Regions from separate parts of the Ovis aries genome. Here region 2 is linked to region 1. The links are chromatin contacts, called in public Hi-C maps. All regions are on one chromosome and are shown on one strand. The core of a region is the stretch at or near the end of the contact, and the rest is flanking DNA. Distances in the headings are between cores, read along the strand shown.

What was found. A called contact is a pair of places that touch in the nucleus more often than the background predicts.
Region 2: a Hi-C map of liver shows a contact between it and region 1, with 6 times the contacts expected there. The contact joins the promoter of ARHGAP42 here to the enhancer-like site in region 1. A contact is called at or near these places in 4 of 16 Hi-C or Micro-C datasets (hypothalamus, liver, mixed tissues and 1 more).

The regions. Positions count from the first base shown.
Region 1 is chr15:7,823,612-7,828,870 of ARS-UI_Ramb_v3.0, forward strand. The region is part of intron 3 of ARHGAP42 (Rho GTPase activating protein 42); the gene reads right to left. Among named protein-coding and RNA genes, the nearest start is that of ARHGAP42, 180 kb to the right of the region's middle. Within about 2 kb of position 1,555, at least 3 of the 54 cell types and tissues checked have an H3K27ac peak or open chromatin away from gene starts, as enhancers often do. A contact at or near this core is called in liver, where this site is marked.
Region 2 is chr15:8,008,306-8,013,424 of ARS-UI_Ramb_v3.0, forward strand. ARHGAP42 (Rho GTPase activating protein 42) reads right to left here and starts at 1,264. Exons shown (of 24, transcript XM_004015979.6): 1 at 629-1,264. The coding sequence starts at 782.

The DNA.
Region 1 (5,259 bases), core at 305-2,804:
TGAAACACATACATATATATTTCTCCAGATGTTACAGAGGTATTAAATAACGGATTCTGCCTTTAAAGTTCACATAAGGAAAGACAGCGTCATGGACACTTTAGTGTAATTTGGAAAAATAGCAACAATAAAGGCCAACAGTTACCGAATGTTTGCTTTATGCTGGAAACCAGCATGACCTAATGTATTTAAAGGCAATGATTTTAAACAAAGAGATAGTTCTCAAGTGGTGAAAACTCAAACAATGAGGCTGAATGAGAAGATAGGCAGCACAAGTCTTAAGTACATGTATTTAAAATCAAGAACGGCTGATTTCAACACAGTTCCATAGCTTATGAATCGCTATTTAAACATTCTGATCACCAGCTGTATCACCTAACAACTTGATTTTAAGGATGAAGATAATGAATGTGAAACACTTAGTTCAGTGCCTTACATCCGGAAAGTACTCAAAACTTACAGCTTTTAATATCTCCAAATAAACATATATGACATATATCCATCTGTAATGATATACCTGATACACCTGCATATCCAATTCTTCTATACTACCCTTTTGGTTGAAGGATATCTATGTGCACATTATGAGAAGGTATTTTCCTTTGACAGTGACAAAAGACAGATGGCCTAGACACTCCCACATTCAATCACTAGGTGCTTATATATGTGCGGAGCACACTATTGAGCTACATGGGGAAGGGAAAAAAAACTAAGGCATGAAAGTTGATGCCTACTTGTGAAAAGGGGGAAAAAATATTCACTCAACAAGTATTTAATGTCATAAAGTCCTGCTAAAGTTTTCGGAAAATTTGAGACAAAACTGATCACAGTACACTGAGAATAGTTACATGATTAACTATGCAGAATTCATCCCAAACACATCAGAATTTTGACAACGGAAAAGATCCATGAGAACTAAATAAGTCAAGGTGGTATTTGGATAGTGAACAGGAAGTATTGGATAGAGGTAAACAGGAAGTGGATATGAACTGGATACACCAAAGAGAAAAAAATATCCTAGGAACAGGCATCACCATAAAAAAGGCAAGAGACAATTACGCAAATATGAGGCGGGGGTGGGGGGGTGGTGCGGGAGGGGTTCAGCACAGGGAAAAATAGAAGCATTTACTACACGCTCATTAACAGTCCATCCTGACTGTGAGTGCCAACCAAGTTACAGGCCTTCAGTTACCTTTTTAAAAATGGAAATGGCACAGTGCATACAAAGTATGTTGAAAAGTTTTGGCACACGGCAGGTTCCATGTGTTATTAGCTACTGACATTATCTAACTGGAGAAAAGTGTGTAATTACTATTAGGAAATTTAACTGCAATAAGGAAAGAATACCCATAATCTAAGCAAAGTTACCTGAATATGGAATCACTGCTGGTTTCTAAAGAGAAGATTAATGTAAAAACTTGTTCTAGGAAGTAATATGCAGGATACTTTGAGAATGAAGAGATAAGGACAAGATATGCCAGGTGAATGGCTGGGAGAAGAACACAAGTTTGAAGAGACAACTAGGTCAGAGGCCTGTGGTGTTGACAGACGGGTAGCATGGAACTGCAGAGGCGGAGGAATCAAAGGTGACACCAAGTTTTCAGCCTCAGGCACTGGAACTCCAGCATAGCTTTAAGAACTAGGGTAAATGAGGCAGGGAGCATGTCTGGTAGAGAAAGAGTAATGACAACGAATTTCACTTTGGACCTATTACTTTTGATACCATGAAAGATTCACGGAAATATCATAGCACAGTATCCCACTTCAAAACATGGAACTAGTCAATACGGATGAAATGTTTTTTAATTGGGAAAAGACCAGACAAAAGAGTGGATGGCGGATCCATATGCTAAGACGCTAGCACTCACATTCATACCCAATCGTTTAAATCTCTGCCACAACTATTCTCTGGCTGTTATGTAAATATGGCCTGGGAATGAAACAAAACGTGAGAATATAAACTTGAGCCAAATGTGATAATTAACAACCACCCAGTGGGGCAAGCATTACTTCCTATCTCTAGTTTGTCCATATTTCTTCATCTCTTTCTTTTGTTTTGGATTTGCTCAATTTTTTTCTTTCTTCCCCCTGCTCTCATTCTATTAATGTGAAACTTAGGGAATAAAAACATAAGTTCCAGAGGTACTAAACAGGAAAAAAAAAAAAAAAAAGAAGGGGAAGAAAAACATCCAATGGAGTGATAGAGATAACAAGAGATATGATTTGTTGAGTGTTTAATGCATGCCAAGTACTATGCTAAGCCCTTCACAATATCTAGATTAAAGTTGATTTCATATGAGTAATGAAGTTCAAAACCTAACAATCATCTGGAATATATTAAGAATGTGAATGCTGAAGTTAGACCCTGTTCCATTTCGGATCTCAGCACCTAACCTGCTAAGACTCAATGCCTTCATCTCTGTATCTCTTAAGAATTTCATAAAAATCAAAGGAAAAATACACATATTTTAAAAATCACAAGCATAGATTCGGCATATGGCAGGCTTTCAATAAATGTTTGTTTCATCACAGAATTCACAGTGTCAACTACTGAGTTCAGAGCCATCCTCAGCGGTCTGAGAATTTCCAAGATGATTTAAAAGGTAGTTATTCAAGAGGGAGAAATTGAAATCCAAATAAATTTAACAGAAACTTTTTCAGAGTACCTATCTGCAGTGGTAGATAACAGGAACCTACATTTTTCCATAAACCATAATAACATATGTGTGGCTTTACATCTGACATATGATGCTTCTCTTGTATGCAGTCAATGGGCTGCTGTTCACAATATGTGAATCTAAATTCAAGAGATCAAAATAGGAATGCCAACACTCAAAGGGCGCAAAGTGGATTTACAACCCAACTGTCTGCTCCTGACTCTCAGCTTTGAACACCCCCTACGGGACGAATGCCTTTTATCCCAACACACTGGTCGATCACATGGATGAAATTCTCCAATTCTGATGTAATCCACGTGTGAAGTAAAGAAGGTATTTAAAATTTAGGTAGGTTTAAAAGGGTTACTGTTACAACTGAAAAATAATGGAAAATAACATACAAAATGCTAAGAAACCATAATTAAAAATCTGAATCTGGGGTACAACACTGGTGACTTTATCAAGATTTAAAAAGCAATCTAGAGAAATGAAATTCTGGCTCACATGGAACTCTTTCTCCTCAAATTTACACAGGGGGCTTGATAAAACTCCTTCCAAAAGGTAATACTAGAGGATGGGGTGGGGGGTAGGGCATGGAACCAAGTCACAGAGTTCAGGAAATTCAAACTTCCATAATATTTCTGGAATGTGTTACTTTGTATGACCTCATTAAGAGGCTTTAGGAAAAATTCAAATGCAATTTTAATGCTCTCTCTAGATATTGATAAGATAAATTTTTGAAAAGTTCATATTTCAGTAATTAAGGGTTAACTATTTTATAATTTTTAACCATTATCTAAACCTTGGTTTTAAAAAACTTATTTTTGTAAGTACTGGTCCATTTTTAAATTCAAAAATAATCACAGCTTTTTCGCTTATTTTCTGTATCAGAGAAGCAAATCTAATATTGGGTAATAAGACATTACAATACTGCATTTACTGGGTAGACACACTTTGACCGTGGGCGTACTACATTAAACCAGGCAATTCAGCTTCCTGTTGCTTTTCTTTTGCTATTTCAAGTGATTCTAATAAACAGCCACAAGGGAGTGCTCATAAATCACTCAAAAGTAATGGCTAGAAAATGTTTTTATGTGGTTAGAAGAATCATTATCCAAACATGTTTGGGTTGTTTTTTTTTTTTGTCTCCAAGTACACATGAATTATAATTTTCTACAGACCATGAATTTTTAAGAGCTATCCTATAGGAATTTTCAATGCTTGTTTTCCACTGCAGAGACTCTTACCATAACTTGTCTGTCTAAGGAAGTGAATAGTGATGGAATAAAATAAATCTGAAAAGTAATTCTTCTTACACTTTTACTTTCTCTTCCCCTTCGAGGTCTTGGTTAAACTTGACTGTTGTTGGTACCAGTCACAGCTCATCACAAATCAAAGATTACCGTATCCCACCAGGATGTAAGAGAAGATAATTCTCTACCTCTACAAGCTCTAAAAGACTGCAGAGCTTTGAAGAGATTGGGGCTTCCCTGGTAGCTCAGATGGTAAAGAATCTGCCTGCCATGCAGGGGACCTGGGTTCAGTCCCTGGGTTAGGAAGATCCCCTGAAGAAGGAACTGGCAATCCACTTCAGTATACTTATCTAGAGAATTCCATGGACAGAGGAGCCTGGCAGGCTATGGTCCATGGAGTCTCAAAGAGTGGGACATGACTGAACAACTAATGCTTTTGAAGAGATTTAATGATTTTCTGCTATCAACTGTTTGAGAAGGCTACAAAGAACAAGCTATCTATAGAAATAAAGCATGGATGATGTAGCTCACTGCAAAAACAACTTCGTGTTGAGATGGCTATTATAATCAAATCCACACAAAGTGAAAATATTACAAAGGTACGTATATTGAGTAGACTGAACACAATCAATGTGGAAGACACCTATAAACAGGCTGAGATAAGACTGGCTCATTGTCTCACTGGTATTTACTACTGGAGAAGTCAGATCAGAGTCCTTGGGATTACAAGCAAGTATCTCTTCGCTGCCTGTCCCAACCCCTTATCCTATTCCCGCCCACCCTTTTGGACAAAGCTATGGCAGGTGGTCTTGGGATAGTCTGAGTTTCACTCCTAGATACTGGTAAAGTTAGCTCTCCACAACCTCACAAGAGGCATTTCTCTAAGTCAGTAAACCCACAGTTTTTCTAATTGTTATGCGCATTCATGCTCAGACAAGCTGTGTGACCCCATGGGCTGTAGCCCACCAGACTTCTCTGTCCACAGGATTTTTCTGAGCAAGCATACTGGAGCGGGTTGCCATTTCCTTCTCCAGGGGATCTTCCAGACCCAGGGATCAAACCCACATCTCCTGCATCTCCTGCATTGGCAGGCAGGTTCTTTACCAAGTAAGTTAGAACTCAAAACCCAAATCTCACAGAAAGAGTGGAGGACAGACATATGAACAAGACCTTCATACAATAAGTAATATGAAGTAAAAACTAAATGCATTTTACTTTCTATCCTTTAATGTGAATAGCAACGTACTCTGAAAAATCATGCCTTCATCTTTTAAAAACATGTAAGGTTTTCTGGCCACTGCAATAATCCATTAAATTTCTACTTAAATGTCACTTATTACTTCAATATT
Region 2 (5,119 bases), core at 14-2,513, 180 kb after region 1:
ACTAGGGACTCAACACACCAGAGTTACAAGGCAAACCGAAAATTAAGAGGCACACACACACACACAAAAAAACCTTGAAAAGAGATAAAATCCACTGGTGCCATGCTCTCTTCATCTTACTAAATTGCAAAGCTACAAATCTATAAAGTGCCAATGCAATGATTTATTGCAGTGATGAGTAGCTGATGTACCTAAGAACTTAATCATTTCTTTTAATATCACTAAAGAAACTAGCTTCATTTTTATCCTTCAGATAAACTCCTGAGTCCTTCCTCAAGGGCTTTTTTTTTTCAAGCGTTTAAACTAGGCAGAATAAAGTTACAAAAATGACAACAGTCCCCAACACTGTTCCAGGAGCGTTATACAAAAAGATGCCGAAAAACGTTCCTCAGGATACACTCCGAGGTCCAGCAGAGACTGCTCGCTTCTCTGCAGCCTTGGAAGTAAATAAGTGAAGAACACCTCCGAACAAACTTTGCTGGCCACCAGCAGGGGAGCTCTTCAGCTTCTGTCCCCAAACCCATTCAAACAAAAGAAGCTCCGCTTCCTCCAACCCAGCCCTGAGACCCCCCACCCCGCGGGGGCTCCCCTGGTCCCCGCGCCCTGTCCGCCCGCCGGCCGCACTCACTCCTCAGCGCCCCGATGAGCAGGGAGCCGTCCTTAATAAGCTCCTTGATGAACTTGTTGGTTCGCTCCAGCTCAATCTCGTGACACTGCAGGCGCTCCCTGAAATCAGGGCTGTCCAAGTAGGAGTCGCTGAACTCCAGGGTCGGCAGCCCCATGGCAGCAGCACGGCAGACGGCCGCCGGGAACAGGTCGGGGCCGGCGGTCAGGGCGGGCACAGCAGGCTAGCGCCGCCGGCCGCTGGGGTGCGCGATCGCGGGGAGCGAGGCGGGCCGCGCGGGCGAGCGCAAGGGGAGCGGGTCCCGCGCCTCCCGCGCCGGGCTCGGGGCTCAGGCTTCCTCGCCGGCGGGGAAGCGCGCGCACGCACGGGCGGCGGGTCCGCTCAGCTCGCGGTCCTCCGGGCGCATCGTCGCCGCGAGCGCTGAGGCGGCGGGGTCCCGGGCCGCGGCCGGCGCAGGGAGGTTCACGGCCGGCGCAGGGACGCTCACGGCCGGCGCAGGGACGCTCTCGGCCGGCGAGGAACGCGCTCGGGCGGCGAAGGAACGCTCCCGGCAACTCCGCCCGCTTGGCCCCCTCGACAGCGCTCTGCGCCGGGAGCCGCCAGCGCCCAGCCGCCGCTCCGGCCGGGCCGCCTAAACCCGCCCCCGCGCCGGACGCAGGCTCAGCGCGCCGGCCGCCGGGCCCGGCTCCGAGACCCTCCTCCTGCCGCCGCGCCCCCGGCCCGCGCCGCCCCGCCCTCTGCCCGCCCCGCCCGCTCTGCGCTCCCAGCTCCGCTCGCCGCCTGCTCTCGGGCGTGACTCCGGCTGCCTAGGGGCTCCGGGCTCCTGCTGACCCCGCGGTAACACTCCGGGGTCCTCCGGACCACAGAACGATCGCCCACTCCCAACACGCCTGCTTGCCCGTCCTTCACCACCCGCTCCCTCGAATTGAACCAGCATTAACTTTCCCTAAAGTTTAAAGCCAGGTTTTGAAGATGCTACTTAGATTTTACTTCTCGAGTTTGCACTGCAATGCATGTATATTCCAGGGTGAAATGTTTTCCTCTTTCCCATCGTTCACTGCCTTGATCTTAGAGAGTCAAGTTTTTTGTTTTTTGTTTGTTTTTAATACTCTAAATGAAAAGTTACAGAGGCCCAAAGGCTGTTTTATGGTTGTTGTTTTTCCTAGTTGCTGTGAAGGAGGGAGGATTTTAGGTCGTTTTTATTTCACAAACAAGCACCTCGGACTTAGGTGTTCCTCCTCTAGAAGAGGAACTATTTGCATCACAGTCCTATATCTTTTATGATCGCCTCACCTGGAGGGAATTGCCCTACAAGCATGGAGATTTTCAAACTGTGGAAGTTGGCTGAAGTTCCAATTGACTAGTTAATTCGTACCAAGAGGCAGTTACCTCTCCTCTGGTACAGGCTCACCTAATAAATTTCCGTTCTCTGAAAACCATGACAGCGAAAGAAACTACTGCTTTACATCTAGTCCTGCCATCATCTATAGGGTTTCTGAGCACTCAGTTATTTTTTATTAAGGATCTGCTTTTAATTTCTATGTTTTCATTGCTTTGTCCATTTGAACCATCTATTAAAAAAAAATCTTCTACATATCATGGGGAAAATTCCGTTAAGGTGCTTTACATTTTTCCCAATTAAGTTTCAGAATCTGTCAGGACTTTTAGTTTCATTTTTTTAAGTGCACATGAACATTAAAAATAGCATGGAAACTAAACCAAGACTGATAAGATGATGTAAACAGTGTATTTGATGGCTTTGATTTTAATTCTTCCTAGCCAAGGAAGTTGAACTTTAACTTTCCATCCATGTTTGCATCATTAGACGTCAAATATTGGCAGAATGGCCAGTCACGATTAGAGTCATTTTAACCTTTAGTAGCTGACCTGTCAGTTGAATACTTCTCTTCTGGGAAGGTGGGATGAGGTGGAGGACAACAATGTTATTTGTCAGTTAATGTTGTGATACAAGCTGCAGTGGGACTGGTTTTCTACTGAGGTGATTTTACATCTTTTCATCGCACAGCCTGAAAGAAAAAATTAGGCCAAACAAATAGTTCCCTTTCAACTTTTGCCATGTTGCTATTACAAGCAACTAAATCCAATGCCAACTGCTGAGATATGAAACAGGATAAAATATAATAATCTCTTCTTGTTTATCATTAAATGAAAGTCCTATGATTGATTCTTTCAAAATGCATCAACAGTCCTTGATATGTAACATTTCATAAGTTGGATGTCAATTTTCACCTTTTCTTTAAAAGTCTTATATGTCAGGACAGATTTAATCTAGATTCTAAGATATACATTACCATTTACCCATTCATGTATGTAATCTCATGCTTTATGCCTACTGTATACATTATTAGGATCTGGGCAGAGAAATGATTTATAAAAGACAAAGCAAAGCATTGTGCCTGACCTCAAACAGTTCTCAGAATAGAAAGCATGAGTACCTATTTATCACCAGGCAGAATATGCTGTGTTACGGAGCCTCACACAAACATTGGACCAATAATGCACTGATGCCATCAACATGTTTTCACTCAAGCCCATCATCAGTTCATTTATATAGAGTTTGGATTTTTCCTCCCACCCGCCATCATTTAACCTCCAAAGTTTGGTGTGTTTATAATGGACTTTTCCCCTGTAAGTATTTTCAGAGTTACTCATGACTTATTCCTGTGATTCATGCTTTAATTATACCTGCTAGTCAGGCTTTCTCATATGCCACATTAACCCAGACGCTTGAGAGACACCAGAAATGGTTTTGCTTTAAGGTGACTTACAGTCAGTTTTGAACTGACTGCAGTTGTTTTCATGTTTTATTTCCCTACCATAATGATAAAAACAGATTCTTTCTTAATTAAAAAAAAAAAAAGAGTGTCCATATCTGCAGGCTCTTTTGCATAGGAAATTTTAATGGACTGAAATGTAGCCTCTCCAAAATGTGGCCCTGTGAACTGCATGGTGAGTTTCACAAACCCTACTGGCTGACATACACATTGGCATGGTTACTGGCTCAGAGAAATGGCTGTTTGCTTAATCCTGAAATGGGGTATGTGGGCTTTGCTTCTTTGTTTATTTTAAAGAGAAAAATGATGAGGTAAGGATAGTAAACTAATATATATTTGTAAATCTACCTAAAACATTTTTGTTGACCTATATTATGTCAGGCAATTAAGCCTGGTGCTTAATTTGTACTTAGTAAGTGAAACTGTTGGGTTATTATTAATTGTAATTAGTTTTGTAGACGTAGGCCTCCTAGACTAAGATATTCTGAGGCTAAATTCATGGCTTAGTAAGAGATGACGAAATAGAAGGGGAATGCACCCAAGAAGACTAAATGCACCCTCAGCCCTCTCCGTGTTCCTGTTTGTATTCACATCTGGGTGTTATCCTTTCTCAAAGCATACTCCTTGGAAATGGGTTTATATCATTCTAGTTCAACTTTATATCAGGTCTAGAAAAACAACATTCACTCCAAATGTGCAAAATACATGATTCAATTTTTACCATTATTTTCTGTTGTGGTTTTATATATATATATACACACATGTATATATATATAAACATACACACATATATAAACATAAAATTCACCATTTTATTTACTTTAAGTGTACATTTCTGTGGCATTAAGTACATTCACATTGTTGTGCAACCATCACCAGCATCCAGCTCCTAAACATTTTCATCTTCTCCAGCTGAAACTTGTTATTCAACAACTTTCCATGCCCTACTTTCCCCAGCCCCTGGTCAACACCGTTTTACTTTCTGTCTCTATGAATTTGACTTCTAAGTACCTTATATAAGCAAAAATAACACAATATTGGTCTTTTGTGTCTGGCTTATTTAATTTAGATAATTTCACTGTTAATTAGAGAAGCAAGGAAGACAAGACTCAGTGGGGCTGTGGAAGCAGCAAAGTCAAGACCACCAACTAAGGAAGGAGGAATAACTGCAGATGGTAGAGTTTGTCTCACATAATAGTATGACTTCTAAAATTCCCTTCTAGAATTAAGATTTTATGATAATGACAGATTTCTAAAGAACAGGCTAGAGGAAAAGAACAGAATTCTAATATGAACTCACCATTATCATGAACTAACTACCTTTACCAGGGAAAAGATACAGGGAGAGAGACAGAAAGAGAGACATGGGAGTGGGGGGAGAAACTGACTACTACTTTAGGGAGATTTTTTGGTTTGGGTTTTTTGTTTATTTGTGTTTTGGGGTCTTTTCGTAAAGATTTCAATTTCCATTGAGTATTGCCCCCTTGTGGCAAACCATGATGTTTGCTGACAAAAATTAACAAAATCATAAAAAGAGCAAACGTTAAAGGGACAAAAATGTACTGTGCACCTCCGTGTATTGAGTTTGATAAGAAGAATGAATTTATGTATCGCAGAGTGCTTACGTGTGTCACCTCATCTAAACTTCTCCACGAACCTCTGAGATAGGTATTTATGGACTGATAGCCTCACTTTTGCC